Regions from separate parts of the Mus musculus genome. Here all the other regions are linked to region 2. Evidence: chromatin contacts called from public HiChIP or PLAC-seq and promoter capture Hi-C data. All regions are on one chromosome and are shown on one strand. Each heading gives the region's core, a stretch centred on a gene start, on an enhancer-like site or on the middle of the called end of the contact. The rest is flanking DNA. Distances are from core to core; before and after follow the strand shown. Region 1 holds the start of Vps8 (VPS8 CORVET complex subunit). Region 2 holds the start of 1300002E11Rik (RIKEN cDNA 1300002E11 gene). Region 3 overlaps Igf2bp2 (insulin-like growth factor 2 mRNA binding protein 2).

The links. HiChIP or PLAC-seq counts read pairs in DNA pulled down with a chosen protein or histone mark. Capture Hi-C pulls out chosen DNA fragments and counts their contacts.
Region 1: a contact with region 2 is called in a promoter capture Hi-C map of adipose tissue. The contact joins the promoter of Vps8 here to the promoter of 1300002E11Rik in region 2. A contact is called at or near these places in 2 of 39 promoter capture datasets (the C10 cell line and pre-B cells), 3 of 484 Hi-C or Micro-C datasets (CD4 T cells, CD8 T cells and regulatory T cells), 3 of 115 datasets of contacts at active chromatin or transcription factors (the SCID.adh cell line, effector CD8 T cells and memory CD8 T cells) and 2 of 9 other capture datasets (adipose tissue and liver).
Region 3: an H3K4me3 HiChIP or PLAC-seq map of the SCID.adh cell line shows a contact between it and region 2, with 4 times the contacts expected there. The contact joins the enhancer-like site here to the promoter of 1300002E11Rik in region 2. A contact is called at or near these places in 8 of 39 promoter capture datasets (the C10 cell line, the HPC-7 cell line, HPC-7-derived erythroid cells and 5 more), 9 of 115 datasets of contacts at active chromatin or transcription factors (the SCID.adh cell line, T-cell acute lymphoblastic leukemia, embryonic stem cells and 4 more) and 1 of 9 other capture datasets (embryonic stem cells).

What each region holds. Positions count from the first base shown.
Region 1 is chr16:21,421,698-21,424,397 of GRCm38.p6, forward strand. Vps8 (VPS8 CORVET complex subunit) reads left to right here and starts at 1,421. Exons shown (of 47, transcript NM_001285893.1): 1 at 1,421-1,528.
Region 2 is chr16:21,793,045-21,795,744 of GRCm38.p6, forward strand. It overlaps 1300002E11Rik (RIKEN cDNA 1300002E11 gene), which reads left to right and starts at 1,303. Exons shown (of 3, transcript NR_037958.1): 1 at 1,303-1,402.
Region 3 is chr16:22,123,094-22,125,793 of GRCm38.p6, forward strand. All of the region lies in intron 2 of Igf2bp2 (insulin-like growth factor 2 mRNA binding protein 2), which reads right to left. Among named protein-coding and RNA genes, the nearest start is that of Igf2bp2, 39 kb to the right of the region's middle. Within about 2 kb of position 1,333, at least 27 of the 459 cell types and tissues checked have an H3K27ac peak or open chromatin away from gene starts, as enhancers often do. A contact at or near this core is called in the SCID.adh cell line, where this site is marked.

The sequences.
Region 1 (2,700 bases), core at 171-2,670, 370 kb before region 2:
GACTTGGCTTTGCTTTCTGAAGTTCTCTAGAATAAGTGTGTGACGACTGTAAAACATTTTGAAAATGTCAATTAACAATCTTCCCATTTTTCATGTCCTATAGCCCCATTCCCCAATGTGTCAGCTGAATTCCGTTCTTCCCAGAACTTTAACAATTCTCTGTCACTCAGGGCTCAGGGTTCTGGTGTCACCATTCTGTCTAACCTACTTTAGACGGGTCTCTCTCTCTCTCTCTCTCTCTCTCTCTCTCTCTCTCTCTCTCTCTCTCTCTTTCTCTGTGTGTGTGTGTCTCATACACACACACTCACACACACAGAGTCATGGCTGAAATGTGTTTCTGTGAGTGATTATTAAAGATGTTTGGAAGCCACTGCCTGTACCCTAGCCACATCAGGCTAGCAACTTGTCCCTAAACTCACCTTGGCTTGTAACTAATCCCACTGTTCCCTCAGTTAGGCAGTCTCTCTGGCTCCTGCCTACAGAAGTCTCCTCACTCCCTGCTCCCCCCCCTTTTTTTTAGCTAAGGTGTTGATTATTTTCCTTCATCCGTGACCCTAAAAATGACAGCCCTATAGTTTCTTTATGTCACTGTGATCAGCTGGCCTTTACTGACAGTCCTAATGTACTTACAGGACAGACCTACAGTGAGCCTGGTTGATACTCAATGTAACTCCTCCTGAGGTATCTTCCCACACTCTCCCTCCTCATTTCTCCCTCACAGACAAGTCCAACAACTATGTTATCTGCCTCCTTGGGTTAATGATACCATATAGTGGCAATTGTAAACGCCAAACTATCCTGAAATAGCTTTTTCCAGTAGCATATTAGGGAAAAAAAAGATGCCTTCTCTATTTAATAATGTGACCCACTCTATTATTTTTTGATGGAACAATGACAACTAAAAATGATAATTTGGAAAAGAAGTTTTCAGTATCCATCCTTATTTGCAAAAACAATGTTTCCCCTTCCCCCCAAAATTACCCACCAAAACCCAGCAATTCTGTGTTCACCTTTCAAAAGAAAACGAATTAGTGGACACTACCAAATCCAACGAAACGAATTCCATATCCACTCCTAACCCTGCACTGTGTATCCATCCATCCATTTATCTATTTGTCGAATCTGAGACAGGTCTGTGTCGGTATCCCAGACTAGTTTGAACTCAATATGCTCCTTCTGCCTCAGGCTCCTGCGCGCCTGATGGCTGGACGATCCTTGACACCTCGTTTTGGGGTGAGTTTATGGAAGTTCAGGTGAGCTGATTGAAAGGGACGTTCCTTTTAATCTGAGGACCTCTATTTGCTAGACTCCTCCGGCTCAGATGCCAGGGCTCCTTGAGCGTCCCTGGAGGCCGGACAGAGTCTCCCTTTAAGGAGGGCGTGACGCAGAGGCTCGCACCGCCCAGTGCAGGGCGTCTCTGGGGAAGAGAGCGGAAGCGCGCCCGCCAGCTGCCGAGACTGCGCGTGCGTGGGCTGGCCTCCGCGGGGTCACGTGTGCTGGGGTCCCGTCAAGGCAGACGCCGGCTCAGGTAACACGTATTCCGAACGGGTGGGGCGGGGCGGCGGGTGCGGGCCGGCGCGGCAGGGGTGCGCAGACGGAGCTGCGCCCCAGTGGCTCCCGCAGACCCTGTGGCCACCGCGGGCTGGCTCAGGAGTCTGACTTCGCACTAGGTTAGCAGTTTCCACCCGGGTCCGGCCGCCTGCGGGGATACCGGACTGGCGCGCTCACGCCCGGACTGCGGCCGGGAGGTGGGTGCTGTCCCTCCCACGCCCGCCGCACGGCGTGGAGGTTCTCACCCGGTCCGACTGACGTGCAGCCCGTGCTGCCGCTTCCTCCTCGCCTCCTGCCAGGTGTGCCCCAATCCGAGGGCCGCAAGGTGGGGGGCACCCCTGTGCCTTGGCTTGTTGTCTAGGTGTGGCACTCGGGGGACAGAGGCACGCGGCAATCCAGAGTTTGGGTGTACTAAGTGGACATGTTTCAATGGAAGGATTGTACTGGCTTATCCGGAGTAGCTGCTGGAGCCTTCTCATAAGTAGGCGGGGCTCTATTTGCCAGAATGCTTGTTACTGTACTGCCCACTCTACTGGACACCCCACCCCCTAACCCCCCCCAAAAAGCCCAAGTAACGTAAGCACAGATGTTGGCTAGTGCCGCTAACTCTGTTCCAGGTGTCTCTGTTTGGGAGAAAATTGCACATCGTTGTGTGTGGGTTTATGTTACACTTCTGTGTTTGAAGTGCTTCCAATATAGATTGAGGATGGGGGAACCCACATGTGTTTAAGTCATGGGTTTGCTCACGTTGACATCTAAGCAGAAAAGTATTGACTCCTCTAGCACTAGCTGACCTGGTCTGTAGAATACACAATAAAGATAAATGGAGCAGTTTTGTTTGAACTGTTGAGCCTTGTATGCGGGAAGTGACTGAGTTATGTGAGAAAATTCTTTACAGACCTCTAACAGAATAAGGTGCTGATTTTTTTTTCTTTATATGTTTCTTTTGTAATTGGACTGTTGGCAGTCGTTGAGTGCATTCTGTCTTCCAGAATTTGGGGGTTTCTTAGTGACTCTTAGTGTTATCCCCACTAGTCCATAAACATTTTAGCCATTGGGATAGGAGAAGTAAGGCCCTAGAGCTGGAGTTACGAGCTGTTGTGAGCTACCCCGTGTTGGTGCTGGGAACCAAACTCTGGCCCTATATAA
Region 2 (2,700 bases), core at 53-2,552:
TTTCTAAACAACAAGTTGAGATGTTTCTTTGAACCATTGTCTTAGTCAGGGTTTCTATTCCTGCACAAACATCATGACCAAGAAGCAAGTTGGGGAGGAAAGGGTTTATTCAGCTTACACTTCCATACTGCTGTTCATCACCAAGGAAGTCAGGACTGGAACTCAAGCAGGTCAGGAAGCAGGAGCTGATGCAGAAGCCATGTTCTTTACTGGCTTGCTTCCCCTGGCTTGCTCAGCCTGCTCTCTTTTAGAACCCAAGACTACCAGCCCAGAGATGGCCCCACCCACAAGGGGCCTTTCCCCCTTGATCACTAATTGAGAAAGTGCCTTACAGTTGGATCTCATGGAGGTATTTCCTCAACTGAAGCTCCTTTCTCTGTGATAACTCCAGCTTTGTCAAGTTGACACAAAACTAGCCAGTACAACCACCACAGAGGAAATGAAACCATGCCTAGTCAGTGGTAGTACATTCATAGCCTGCTAACCTTCTGGAACTGCAGAGGTCTGTAGTTTTGTTCCTATTAACCAGTTAAAAACAAAGACAGCTCCCTGCTTTTCTGGGTCAGTATGAGGTTTGTGGACACACACACACACAGAGACTTTCTTATTGATGAGTATGTCTACTTTCAGGGACAGCCTGAGGTCTGTCATTATAGTCCTGGTGCCTCTCCTCCCCCCCCCCCCCCTTAGCAAGGTAACTCAGCAAATGTTTTCAATCAAGTTGAGATATCAACCTGTCTGTCTGTCGGTCTGTCTATCGAGGAGAAGGTACCCAGTATCATCAGCTAACCACTGAACAAAAGTAGTTCCAGTCTGCTATACACGTATGTGTTCCAGTGCGGAAACAAGAGAGTATATCACATCATTAGAAAAAAAAACAAAACAAAAAACCTGTTAATGTTCATTGCAGTATGCTGGAACGTTCTATGCATTACCTCAAGTAACACAACAGCTTCAGGTTGTGGGTACTGGTGTTTTACACGGTTGGGACAGGTTGCCCTTGTAACACAACACCAATACCCTCAGAAGTGAAAGGGGCAGCACTGCAGCCAGCAATCACAATCTCAGAGGCCGACACCCGGCAGAGACGTGGGACTCGACAATCTCGTGATTTGTCCAAACGCCCCGCTAATTCGGATTGGAGCGGTAAATTTCAGCATGGACGAGTCTGTAGAATAAAGGAATTGGGTCACTCAGCCCAGGACCCGCAAGCTAAAACCACGGGAGCCCACTGCTGAGCCGTGTGTCGGAAGTGACGTCATACGCGGAAGCTGTGGAGGCAGAGGTGGCGCCTGCGCATTGGGGTTGCGCTGGGGTGGGTGTCCAGCGCTGTAGGAGGAACGCGGTGGGAGGAAGGCTTGCGGGCGTGCGGACTCGGCTTCGGGCCGAGCGCTTTGAAGAAGTAAGTCTTCTAGGAACCTAGCGGCGCTAGAGGGAGTTGGCGACATGGCTTTTGGGGCAGCTGCGGTGCGCTCAGCTGGGCTCGCTGCCTACTCCTGAGCCCGGGATGGAGTAGGGGTCAGCGACCCGGTCTCCTATAGGTCTTGGGAGAGAGAGGTGGACACCTGCTGGAAAGGGTTTGGACAGAGTGCGAAGCCCGACTGGCGCAGCTGCTGAGTGCATCCCGGGTGTCAGCATCCCGCCTCTGCAAACGCGACTCCCGGTTACTTTGCTTGCCCCCTCCCTGCCCTATGACGCGGGTGCAGAAGAAAATCCTGACCCGTTTTGTTTTAAAGTTAGTGAAATGTACAAATGGGTCCTAATCTCTTGGTGGAGAGGATAAGGCGCTTGTCTGGCTTCTTGAGGCTGCCTTTACTTTTCTGGGAAGAACTGTGCGATACCAGGGAGGTTATCGAATAATTAGCCGCGGTTGTCGCACCGTACTGGTAGCTGGTGTTATAAATGCTTTCTTTTTAGCAGTGTAAGTTTTCTTTTTCTTAAAGATTTATTATGTTGGTAAACTATTTAAAAGATGGATAAGAGTTACAACGAATATAAAAACAGTAATTTATAAATATGTAGTCGGGCTCCACCTGCTGTGTATAGACCCAAGGAACGATTGTAGCAGCTCCCAATTCCCCCCCCAACCCTTGAAGATTAAAGTGTTTCCTTTGTTAAAGGCGCCATTAAATATTATGAAGAGTGTACATATGCACCCCACAAAAAACAAGTATTGTAACCACCAAGTTTGGGCTATCAAATGAAATACAGTGCAGATGCTATAATGTGCTGTGTAATCAGATCTCAGCAAGAGTCACCACCTACGCGTAGCCCCAGGAATGTGGCTGTGTGCACGGGCTATCAAATAAAAGGCAGATCTTGAGAGGTTCCCAAAATGTGTCATTAGATTGGATAGAGTGGGGTTAGTAGACAATGAATTTATGTTGCATGGTTGTGTTTTCCCTAAGAAACTAGTAAGCATCTTTTGATTTTAAATCGGAGCTTTTCTTCAAGTCAGTTGAACACTCCAAAAGTAAACCGCTTTTTTTGCAGTAAAAATTTATGTTTGTTCACGTTTAAATCTTTTCACAATTCCTGGACAGCCCTGAGATTCTACTCACCCCCATTTTATATGCTGTTACTGTGCCACTGAATTAGAATATATTTAAATATGATAAATGTCATTGAACTTTTGAAATCTTCTAGGTATTATTGTTTTCCTATAGTCTTGGCCACTTTAACCATGTTCAGAGTCATGTC
Region 3 (2,700 bases), core at 83-2,582, 330 kb after region 2:
CTACTTAGAAAACTGTTTGTAATTATAAAATACCATGAAGATGAAGACGTTGAAATGGGGAGTGTAGTCCTGGAATATATGTTAGGGCAAAAATGTTTTCCTATACTCTTTTGGGAAACTGATTTGGTAGTAACTATCAAGTCCCTTTATGATTACACTCTTCCACACAATAATCCCACATCCAGGAATTTACACATTAAAGATGTAAAATGTGGACAAAATCAGATTCCCTACCCCTTAAAGGACACCAGTGCCTTCATGGGAAAAAGGGAAAGTATTATTTCTTGAGAGAAACACATCTCTCTACTCATCTGCAAAGTACAGGAAACAAAAGGGTGTTTACAAGCTTGGGGGCATCAAAACAGTATAAACTGTACTTAACCCCCTGTTCCCAAGAGAATGCTGCTGTTACAGATCCCCACAGGCCCACAAGAAGCCAGTAAGAAGACTCCCCAGGGAGAGATGTCCTGAGGCACAAAAGGGGGTGTGGGGAGGGCCTTCACTCCTCGAGCCCTGATGTGAAGGCTTCCTCAGGACTCATGAACTTAGAACAAAACATGATAATGAGGATAAATGACTGCATGTTAAACCCTTTTAGAAAGCTAACAATTTAGCTATTTCAAGAGATCATTTGATATTAAATACTTTTTGTTTACATTATATTTTAAGGGATGCATATAGCAATCCCTTAGGAAGGGAATACAGAAGAGAAGGAAGCTTCCAGCAAAGCGACAGGTTCAGATCATGTGACTAAGGCCGCGCTGCCCTCTAGTGGTGGAGGGCCACACTCTGAGGCTTCTCGCAGATCAATAAGCCCTTTTTATTTAAAGCTTTAAACTCACAAAGTTATGAAGGGGCAACAAAGGTTCTCAAAGCATGAACTCTTAAATGCTGGAGCCAACTGACCAAAGGAGGACATTCAGTTTTAAAGCCACTGCTTCGTTATTTATTCTCCAGTTCTCTGTATGCATAGACAAAGCCAGGTCTCAAGAGATACGAAATAAGCCGGGCATGGAGGCCACAAGTTTTTAAAGTCAGCACTGGGGGTGTGTGTGTGTGTGGGGGGTCATGCTTACATACAGCCTAGTAGACATTGACCAAACTGTGAATGAATGAATGAACGAATGAACTATTTTTTCAGACTTTCCTTCAATGGTGGCTACTACATTCTTCCCTCTGTAAGGTCAGCCCTAGTGATTTGTGCCAGGTCCATGAACATGGCTTCTGATGGTCTCCTTCCTAGCCTCATTCATCCACAATGCTGTCTCAGCAGAAGGGAGATTGTGGGTGTACAGCTCACTCAGAAATGAAGCTGCTACTCCTGCCTACCAGGCACCACTACACAGTTAAGAGGAAGCCTGGCTAGGGGAAACCCTACTTCTTGGGGCTTCTCTGGGGATTCACCCTGACCTGGGAAAACAGGCTTTGTCATGATAGGCAAAATCAAAGGACACAGGCTCACCATACTGTGTAAGGAAAGCAACAGGGTCCACCCGCACAGCATTTTAAGTGTTACAGTGTTTCCTTTGCATCTTGAGTTACAAGCCTGCAGGCTCTCACTCCAAGGAAACTTGACAGGAAGATAAATGCCTGACTGTGGAGCCAGGGTGTGGAGGCAGAGGTGATCGGAGCTGGCTGACCAGTGAGTGGCCGACTCAGGTCAGCACTACTTATCTTCCTCAGGACCCGTGAGTCACACCGGAGGGGCTACCCATCCAGCAAACGCACACGAGGAGAAGTTTCTACAGCTGTGTTGTTCTTACTATAACAGGTGACAAGGGCTTTTTAAAACCTGACAGACTGCACAGAACAGAAAAAAGCAAAGAAGCCTGAAAGGATTTTAAGTAGCCATCAACTGAGGCACCATCAGTCCTAGGCTTGAGAGGTCACGGTAGGGAGCTCACCACGAGTTGGAGGCCAGCTTGGACTACACAGTAAGACTTGACACAATCCCCTCCAAGAAAAGAAGTTAAAAATTTACAAGAGACACACCAGACTGCAAAGCTTGGAAAAAGCATAAGGTAACCAACCAGTCTATGCTTCAAGTATGCTGTTAGACTCTTTATGAAGCAGGGAGCTAGGGGCAGGGGCTTGCAGGCAATCCTGGCAACCTTGGTCCCAGCCTCAGAACCCAAATAAAAAGAGAGAGACAACCCCAGCACTTGGGAGGTAGAAGCAGGACGATCTCTGTGAGTTAGAGGCCAGCCTGGTCTACACAGTGAGTTCCAAAACAGCTAAGGCTTCACAGAGAATCCCCGTCTCAAAAGAAAGAAAGGGGAAGGAAAGGAAGAAAAAAGAAAGAAAAGAGAGAGAACCAACTGCACAGATGAAAGGTGTGTGGTTTTACCCATCTGCTTACTGACTCATTGAAAAGTAATGTTTCATGTATCCTCATGATAGTATTTTAAAGCAGCTATTCAGTTTCGTATTCCAACTGTATTTGTGTACAGAAAATATAGCCAGGGCAAAGCTACAGAAAGCAAGTTAGAACTGGCAAAATGGCTCGGCAGGTAAATGTTTTTGTCTCTGAGCCTGATGACCCGAACTGATCTCTGAGATCCTCATGGTAGAAGATGCAAATCAAGTTGCCCAAGTTGTTCTCCGACCTCCACACATGTGTGTGCACACATGGACACACACACAAGTAAATGACTGTAAAGAGCAAAGTATACAAAATGCCTCTGGTGAGGTGGGACTAAA